2 separate regions of the Anas platyrhynchos genome follow, and region 1 is linked to region 2. The links are chromatin contacts, called in public Hi-C maps. All regions are on one chromosome and are shown on one strand. Each heading gives the region's core, a stretch centred on a gene start, on an enhancer-like site or on the middle of the called end of the contact. The rest is flanking DNA. Distances are from core to core; before and after follow the strand shown.

Region 1 (4,894 bases), core at 1,969-4,468, 240 kb before region 2:
TATCCCACTGCCTTCTTTTCTGTAGGTGTTCCTGGGGACTCCTCATGAATTACGCACAACCTTCCTGACAGTTCCTGGTACGGGGCTGGGATTCACCCAGTAAAGCAGCACAGATCAATTTAACATGTCCCAGAAAAAAGGAACAAATAGTGATTTATGGCTCCTGAACATTCAAAAAAGCTGAGGAAGGAGGGCAGAACTCTGCTGATGTCAACCTTCCTGTTTCCTCATATTAGCAAATCTCTAACCCTGTAAACTGAAGTCAAATGGAAACCACAGATTTCAACAGCAGCTATCTGGTTCATGCATATTTGCATGAGCTAGTCATTAAACAATTTAATTCACATAATCCATAGTGATTGATGGATTTTCTCATAATTCACAAGTAGAAAGGGTGACAAAACACTGAAGTAAGTACAGTTGAAGATACATCACCAGACCCTGGATCTGCACACTGAGAAACCTTAAACTATTACAGTCTCTTTAGAACGCAGACAATTCCCTCACCTCTCTCTCCAATGTTCCATTCCCCAATACTCCTGGTCTATCTAACCTCCTCCATAACATAGATTTTCCTTTCCTAGCACTGGGTACAAGCAGCTCTGTGATGCTGCTGCTTCCTTTGGGACTGATTTTGTATTTGAAATACAAAGCAACCAATGGCATGTTGAAACTGGGTCATATTCCAGTTGGAGTATGGAGTATTTTGATCTTCAGACAGGCCAGGTTACCTGCTGCACGCTGAGATTTACATGGGTAGAGTCTTCCCTGGTTTCAGATAGGTGTACACACCAACACTGCAAACAGTTTCACTTGTCCTTACTGGAAATGTGTACTTATCGGTGATTACTGTCTCCAAAGCGTAGAAGACATACAAGCACCTCTGTGGTTCTTCAGTAGCTTTCATGCCCCTTTGTGCATGATGACAAAATTAAAACAAAACTGAAAGGTGTGTACAAATGAGAATAAGAAGTTCAGTGAAGTCAGATGGTAGCCAAAAGGGACACAATATGCTTATCAAAAGGTAACGCACCCATTTATGTAAAGCAGCCACTCAAGCAGCAAAAGTTTATAGAAACATACAGTATTTACTCACCTGTGAGTAACTTTTATTAGATTAGGGGCTGTATATTCTGCAATGCCACCAGTGCCACTGTATTCTGCCATGTCTTTATCTTCCTCCTCAGGAGGAATAGCCCTCTGCATCTTGTGTCGCTTGGTGATGTTTCTTGGTAAGACAGGTTGGTATCCGTCCTCTAAACCCAAGTTATAAATGGCTCCATTCAGCTCAACAGATACAGAGCGGATAGAACGATTCCGGACATAGCTCGGTTTGTATTCTGCACAGAAAAGGGAGTAAAAGGATTAAGACGGGGAGAAACAGCAGGTTACACTTTGGTTCTCTGTGGTTCTTGGCAAACAACAGCCCCTAACGTGACATTTGGAATTCACTCAATGACAACTGCTGTTTGTTGCAGTGCTGCCATGTCATTACCTGCTGGGAACCTTAAAGTCTGAGAGAGAGGGATAGAGTGCAAATGCACAAGGATGGCAGAGGGGAAAGAGAAAGTACTTGTACAGTCATGACTCAGAGTGAACAACTTTCAAAGAAACTCTAAAAGAAGCTCTTCCCCCAAGAGCCACTAGATGGCAGTAACACTTTAAAAAATAATTCTGAAATTTAAAGACAGTAGGGTCTCAGGTCATCCTTGCGGATTAGTTCTCAACTACATTCTGTCATCTACTGTAAAACATTCCAGTGCCGGTATTCCTGCAACACTTCTCAGAAGTCATCCCGAATTTCAACAGGGAGTACTCGAGTATTCAGCCTGAACTTCTCAACTCCATACTCTTTTTTTTTTTTTCAATACAAGATTTTAATGGGAGGGATTAATATTTGAATCTTTACTTTTATCCACATTTAATTATTTTCTTTGCAATTATTTTCCTCATGTGCAGGCCAGACAGAAAGTTTCTACAAAAAGCACTACCCTCCAGTGCTATGCATGCCCTCAGAGTTTGCCTCTGTGTTTGCAGCCCAAAGACAGAATGAAACATTCGCTATGAATCTGCACTGCACAGTATGAGATCCCAGTGATTTGCCATTGCTGCTTTCCAAAGTTCTCTCTCCTGACCCAAATCCCAATTCCTCTTCAGTTTTGTCTAAAGTGACATGAATATCTCCTAGCTATGGAGTATGAATCCATATCTAAACTTCCCTACTGTACAGTAGGGCTCACACCTCTGACTATTTCCTGCTCACTGCAGTGACCGCTCAGTCACTCATGTTAAGCAGAATTATTTCACTCCTGGAGAAAAAAGCATGACCAAAGTACCATAGCTCCAGACTCCTGGCTGTGTATATGTGCTTTGGAGTCACCCAAGATGTTGCTGGAACCAAGCAAGCCTCTTAGTTCCTCTGGTCACCTCTCCTTCACCCTGAGCTGAAGCACAGCACTTTTCACTAGAACAGGACCTCCTGCTGCAACCTGGTAAGGGAAAACTCATCCAGTGTGCCACATGAGAAGACCAACACTTCTCGTTACCTCAAGATCCACAGAAGAGCCAACTTTATCTCAGGGATAAACTCCACTGCAAAAACAAGCAGTGAAGAAAAGAAATGGGAGGTAGAACAACCAAATTTGACAAAAGAAATATTCACAGCAATTGGCATGCATTGGCATTAACACAGACTGACTTCTTTCAAGAAGCTTACATGAATTCTAACTGGATTACAAAGTCTCAAAGGCCATTTTGTAGACTGTGGGAAGAGAAACAAACATCCCCTCCCACCTGAAACTGGTCCAAGCCCTAAATTCACATCAGTGCCACACACAGAAAGCAGGATACCAGCTGAATTGTCTGTTTTAGCCCATTTTTCACCTGTGGCTCAAAGTTTATAGCTGATATTAAGCCAGGTTAGTCACAGCTGAGAAAAAAATAAATTTTAAAAAAGCAACAAAAAGACCAACTGTATTTCAGGCACCCATTCAGGAAATGTTTGAATAAATGAGAAGGAAACTCCCATCTTTTTAAAAGTAGGAGGAAGTTCCAAAAAGCTACACCCTAACAATTATATTCAAAGTGTAAACTCCCATTTCTTTAATTGTTCCCTCATTTCATCTTGTTAAGCTCAGCCAACTAACAATTTACCTTCCTTCCAAGTCCAATATACCAAGCTAGCATGTTGGTCCTCAACAGACAACTGCAGGGAACTGCCGTCTCCACACGCCCCTGAAGAATTCGAAGCCAGGAGCTGCTCCTCCCTTGCAGCCTGTCCTAATCCAGCCTTATAAAGAACAAATTGGTCTGGAGAGAGACAGCTCATGAAGGCCTTGCATTATTACAGCATGCTATTCACAGTGCTGACTCAATGCTGTGAGTAGTACCAAACTCCATCATTTTCAGAGGAAGTGGTTAAAATATTTAGTAAGCTCAATATTCATCTGTAGGCACAAATACCAGTGTCTAATTACTTGATCCTCCCTCGGGCTTCAGTTTTACTTTCCAATTCTTATACCTGTATATACAACCCACACAGGATTTAGGGCTGTTAAATATTTTGCCCAAAATAATTATTCTCCTTTTTTGAATTATTAAAGATTGGCCCTGGTAAGTTGAGTCCCTGTGCCTCTTCTCCTCCGCCACTGCTAAGAAATTACATCCTCTAAATTAAATCTGGATATAGAGTCCAGAGAAATTTCAGCATGAGAAAGCTAACGAGTTTTCAATGCCACACTCATCCTGCCTCAGCTCCCTGGATCACTTTACAGGCACGCGTGGCTTCACTCTAGCCTGACAGGGACAGGCACTGTTACAGTCCAGAGTTCCCCCAGATGGTCTAGGGACTCAAATACTTGCATTTTTACAACTACTTGGTGACATCTCAGGTTTCAACACCGTCTAGAGCAAGCACGAACTGCAGTATCTGAGATTATTATTCAACTGAATAAAGTGAGGTAATGCTGTATTATAAAACCATAAGCTTCGTATCTGACATAAACATGCCCAGCCTTCAGGTTTGTATTTAACTCTCCTCACGTCCTCATCACTCAAGCTTTATTACTTATTTTGCTGCTGCCAAAACCATGATTTAACACTGAGATCATTTGAAAACAATCTCAGGGATAGCTGAGAAGACCGTGACCAACTGTATCTACTGCTTAGCCGTTTCTTCTAAGCAGGAATGTGACTGCTCAGCAGGGCCATTAGCAGAAGACAGAGAACTCCTGGGCCTTCCTGTCATCATTTATTCCAGGTAGGTGTTTTGCGTCTGATGCATTGTCCAGCATCATGACGATGATGGAATAAACCAGCATGCAGGAACTCTGCATATGAACAGTGGGCCATGAGGAACCAGCACCAGCCACCTCAATTTTGTTATATTCCCCAGTAATGTCTCTGTATTTTCTCAGAGTCCTGTAGAGAAGCAGCACTTTTTCTATAAGACCAAAGTAAAATTAGGCACTTTGAAGTCAAATTTTTGAAAATATCTCAAGCGTCTAGTAATACAGATAAAGGATTAGAGGAGGATTTTCTTGATCATTAGGTAACTAGAAATTTCTAGAAATCTTATTTTGATTCTGTTTTCTTGGATATTTCAAAGAGGAGAAAAAAAAAAACACAAAACAACCTCCAAAAATTTCCATACACCCAGTTTCTCACAACTGCCATTAAAAATCATACTTCAAATGCATTATCTTTAAAGTACTTGATGTTTGGGTATTTTTTTTTTTATAACAAAGAAGGCCATTTTGCTACAGTATTGAAACTACTTCAAAAGAAAAACAAATTACATGAGAATTGGAATAAAAACGTACTAGCTTCTTTGTACACACTCTGTACACAAATCTGTGTGGCCTATCATCATTTCTCTACATGCAGCTTAATAACT
Region 2 (4,875 bases), core at 2,119-4,618:
ATGGTGTCACAGAACAGAGGTAGTGGACCTCATGGAAAATAATTGATTGCCACTGAGGCAAGGCTGTCATCTGGGCTATTATGACCGAACACCTCTAAGTCCGAACCTCCCCTAAATGCAGCGGCAGTTGCTGCAATTGTAATCTTAAAATCATTAATGGCTTCAAGTCATCATAGGAGTCCAGAGCTCAGGGTTGAGTTGGTGTGAGGCCCAGGTTGAATATTTCTGAGAATAACTCTTTAAAAAACTCTCTGAAAGTCGGGTGATATCTTTTTCGATAGGACTGAAGTTAAGGGATTTTAGATCTGTAGAGAAATGAACAGGTCAGTGGCGTGGTGAAGAATTGTCACTTTGCTGCACAGACACAGGCTGGTTAAGATGATTAAATCTCCCCAGCACGTCTGAGCAGCATTAGTGGGGAGTGAGGGGAAAAAGGGAGGAGGTTTGTGCAGGAGGCAGTAATGGGAAGTGGAGCCCTTCCAGCCCAGGCGAGACCCCCAGCACAACCGCTCTGCTGCTAATTGGCACCTGCGCTGGTAGTCTCAGCGTAGAGGTCAAGGACTGAAGGGCACCTGCAGGCTGAACTACCTGCCTCTAGGTCAGGCATGGGGCAAGCTGGTAAAGGTCAGGGAATGTTTAAGCCTCAGGCTGCCTGTATCATGCCTCTTACAGTAAAGGGAGAGTGTTGGCTTCACATGTGTTGTGAGTGCCAACTATTTGCTTTCACATGCTCTCTCACATTTGGGATAACAGGCTAGCAACAGTCATTGTTCCAATAACATTCAGTTCTGTGTAATAGAATACTATTGCAGGGTTTATATATTGCTATACAAAAGCTAGTTTTATTACATCTCAGCAAGTAGTACAACTCTAAATTTTGCTTGAAGATGAAGTGTAAAGCTAAAGTAGTGTATCAAAAGGATTATCAAAATGAGAAAAGTAAAGAAGCAGTGGTGTAATCAGGCTTTCAGCATACTCTGACCATCAGCTGCTCTATGATGGTTACATAGTTCGTATTCAGAAACAATTGACAGAATCAGATTACTGGAAGGTCACAACACATAATGAACCAAATGAGTCCCTGATGGGTAACTGCTGCTGGGGAGGATGAATATAGTCTGCATGTTTAATGCACTTGGTTCAAAAGTTAGGTAGCAAACCATCTTCCAGTTCATGCATTTGGCCCCTAGGATCCCCACTTCAGAGTGGCTTTTGAGAGAAGGAAATGTGTGAGTGCAAGCACATGTCCTGCAGAACTTACGATTTGCTTTGGAAGTTTTGTATACAAGTACAAGCCAGTCTATGTTGCAATAAATGAGTAGGTTTATTTATTTTGTAGGTCACTACTGTGACTTTTGAATTTCTGATTCACAAAGACAAGTGGCTTCATTAACAGTTGGCCTGCTTACTGATACTCCTATGGTAATCAGAAAATGCCAGGAAACTACGCAATGCTCAGTGCTTAATGGTGTTAAGTATCTGTATTTTTATACACTGTTCACTGATGAATAGGCAGGGGACGTACGAAGGTGTGAAGGTGATGGATGGAGAAGTAAGGAAGGCAGCAGAAAAAAAAGTTGTAGGAGTTTGCTTTGTGCTTTGCTGTTTGGACAACAGTCTTGGGTTTCTTTCTAACATTCAGCTTGAAGTGTTTGATAGACATTGAATAGATTGCCTGATGTATAAACTACTGAAGGTAGTTCTCTTTTACCTTAAGGGAAATCTAAGGGTCCTGGTACACAAGACTGATACATGTGTGTTTTTGCATAGAAATTCAGGCTTCCATCTGACCAGCTGTGTGAGAACATGACTACTGCAGCTATCCATGCACACAATTTTTTAAAAAGTGCCTTGATCCTTTTCCACGGGCAACATCAATCCCACCTGCTGTTTCAAAAGTTAAAGTAAATGGTCAACAGCAGACACAGCATAGTAAACATTTCTTAAAAAACAGAGAAATAATCTGGCAACTCACTTCTCTGACAGACCTGATGGGAGATTCTTGCTCTCCAGTGGTGACCGTTGTGCACCCTGTGTTTCTTGAACAGGAGGAGCTAGTAAGGTTTCTTAGTTCGGCTCTGCAATTGCAGGGAATTGTCTGGACTTGTGTTACACAGATTATTTCCTTCCTTGTATGGAAAAGGCAGTTGTGTAGTAGTTGTTGATAGCTGCTGCACAGCTTACAGGGGCATTGCCACATTAGTGTTATTTGAGACAGAATCATAGAACAGGATGTCTTTAAAACAAATACACGCAATAAAGTTCATTTGTCTTCTTTAAAAGCAGCAGTGTTTCCTTGCCTTGCCAGTGGAGGGGTCTCTAACAGCATGGTTTTGAGCGACCAGCAGTGATCACCGAAGTACAGTGACTGGCATGTACACAAACCTAGCGTCAATTCTCACTGTCCCCATATAGAACTAAGAAAAATGAACTTGGAACTTCCAAGTGAGCTCTGTGTGTCTAACTTGTTAACTTGTGTATGGTTTTCGATGTGGGCACAGTTGTACAGGTTACATCCAAGTCATATTTGTCTAGTTGAAATTCCAGACTAGTTAAATCTTACTCTTGACTCAGAACAGTGTTTTTCTTTTGTTGAATGGTAGTAGACATCTCTGGAACTTTGTGGGTTGAATTCCCCGTGGAGGAGAAGTCAGAGCCACAGTGTGAATGTATTCTAAATGCAACTTGTTTTGTTATGTGCATCGGTGCTGGAACAGAAGCAGTCACAGATGGCAGATTGGTGACCCCTTCTACAGAACACCACTGCCAGAGAGTAAGTTCTTGTAAAAGGACTGATATCCATCAAAGAACAAAGCAGAGATCAAACTTTCCTGCCTTTGACACGACAAAACTTTATCTAAGAAAAATATAATCAGCACTTGTACTGTCAGCATGTCTTCCAGAGAGGGAACATTTGCTCACACTGGGAAAAATGCTTGGAATATTGGGCAATAGTGCCACCTGGTGAGGGTTGAGACTGGGAGTGCTACTTAGGGACAAGAGGTCCAAACCAGCACATTAGAGGTAAATGCAGTTTGAAGTGTTACTGTGCCTCATGCAAATAAAGAAGCTTATAGTTTTGTGTGATAGTTGATACATGAAAAGAACGTTGGTTATTGGCATGCTGGATGTGCAAAAAGACCTGTAAGGCTGTACTGTTTTTTTAAGAGTAGGGTGGCACAATGGTGCACGCTTGCACTATTCCTTTTACGCTTACCACTTATGGAAGGTGGAACTAATTTATTGCTGTTTACACACCCTTAGTGGTTTTCCGACCTTCCCAGCAGCACATAATCATAACAGTGTGAGAACGCTGTGGTGCTGCACACAATCGCTCGCTTGTTAGGAGCTGACATAAAGAGATGCTCAGTCAAAGCTACAGTCAAAACTATCAGCAAAAGGAGATAAAAGCAAGATGGCAACTCGAACCAGATGGAGTCATGCTTCTTTTGTGTATATAAGATTTCTTGTGCTGATTGTAGCTTTACCCTGCCATATGTAGGTCACTTGGCTGGCAAACTATTAATGTCTCCTAGATCTGCTATAGTTTGTGCAGTGATAAATTACTCTCTTTCCTGGGAAAATGTGTGTTAAGGTTAGCCGTGAATTTACCTTCCTGACAGACTCAATGTGGGCAGAGGAAAACAATTAACCTGTTTAAGGGCAAATATTCTGAGGAAGAAATTGCATATAGGAAGACCCAAGCAACGCTTCCCTCGTATAAGACATAATGGTTCAATTATGCCCAAACAGATCAGTTTAGCATGATGAATGGAAAAGCTTTTATGATAGTGGTTTTTCAAATGATTTGAATAATTTGTTTATAGCCCAGCCAAAACAAGTTAAAGTCAGTGAGAAAATTTCATGGTTGAGGGAGGGGGGAGGAGTTGTATGAAAAAACTGAGCTGAGTTCACCACGTTCAACTGAAGTCAGCACTGTAGCTAGGAGGGGGGAGATGAACTCAGCACAGAGCTTAGCAGAAATGAAGTTAAGTCTTTCTGAGGAATGGGAACTTACTGCCTACCTTTCAGATATGCAGGCAAAATAAGGCCAGTTGAGGGAATACGGTGATGAGGCTATAGAATAAGAATCAAATAAAATGACCCAAGTGTAAAAGGTTTTGAAGGAGAGCAGATTTCATCTCCTTTTTTCTTGGTGGTTTGCCATGTTTGGCGCTGGCACAGAATGCTGAACTGAATTGGAGCTTTTATTAGCAGCTTGAGACAGAGACATTTTGAATTCCTTCTGATTTATGTTATGCAGCACTTTTATTTTATGGGGTTGACAAAGAGCAGCAAGACCTTTCTGCTGGACTTTGTATGTGTGGTATCTTTGTACATCTTTGCCAGCCGAAGTGGAACTCACTTGCTTTGACATTGGCTGAGCAGCCACTCAGTGCTGAGTACGTACTTAATCTTCACTCTGACACATCCTCTGGTTATTAAAAGATGCCAGCATTTGCCCAGATTTCTTGTCATTGATGTATGCTGGGGACTCAGATATCTGTCTGGGCATTTTTCAGAAAGCAAGGAAAATCCTTGGGAGCTCAGAGTCCACGCTTCAGATAGGCGGTGATTCCATCACGAAGAATGAGAAGGGAAATGAACTGAGCAGAGAGTTACAGCAACACGTTAGCAGAGCTGTGATTTTTGTTCTGAGGTTAGGGGGACCATGGGAGCATCTGAGCTAGTGAGATGCCAAGGATGTGGGAGAGCATTTCCACTGTGCAGGTGAATGCAATTTTTCCAAAGCTGAAAGGTGTCAGTGATTGAAGGATGGAGAGAGGGAGTAAATGAGGGCAGGGGTCCTAATGGAATCTCCTGCCTTGTGTTGGTCAATAGAGAAATGAACAGATCCCAGACCTGTATAACTTC

The links. A called contact is a pair of places that touch in the nucleus more often than the background predicts.
Region 1: a Hi-C map of liver shows a contact between it and region 2, with 6 times the contacts expected there. The contact joins two enhancer-like sites. A contact is called at or near these places in 2 of 8 Hi-C or Micro-C datasets (liver and subcutaneous adipose tissue).

What each region holds. Positions count from the first base shown.
Region 1 is chr21:3,938,870-3,943,763 of IASCAAS_PekinDuck_T2T, reverse strand. It overlaps SULF2 (sulfatase 2), which reads right to left. Exons shown (of 25, transcript XM_072026626.1): 16 at 1,097-1,340. Among named protein-coding and RNA genes, the nearest start is that of NCOA3, 98 kb to the left of the region's middle. Within about 2 kb of position 3,218, at least 3 of the 8 cell types and tissues checked have an H3K27ac peak or open chromatin away from gene starts, as enhancers often do.
Region 2 is chr21:3,699,219-3,704,093 of IASCAAS_PekinDuck_T2T, reverse strand. The region is part of intron 2 of LOC139999238 (a long non-coding RNA gene); the gene reads left to right. Among named protein-coding and RNA genes, the nearest start is that of SULF2, 88 kb to the left of the region's middle. Within about 2 kb of position 3,368, at least 1 of the 8 cell types and tissues checked has an H3K27ac peak or open chromatin away from gene starts, as enhancers often do.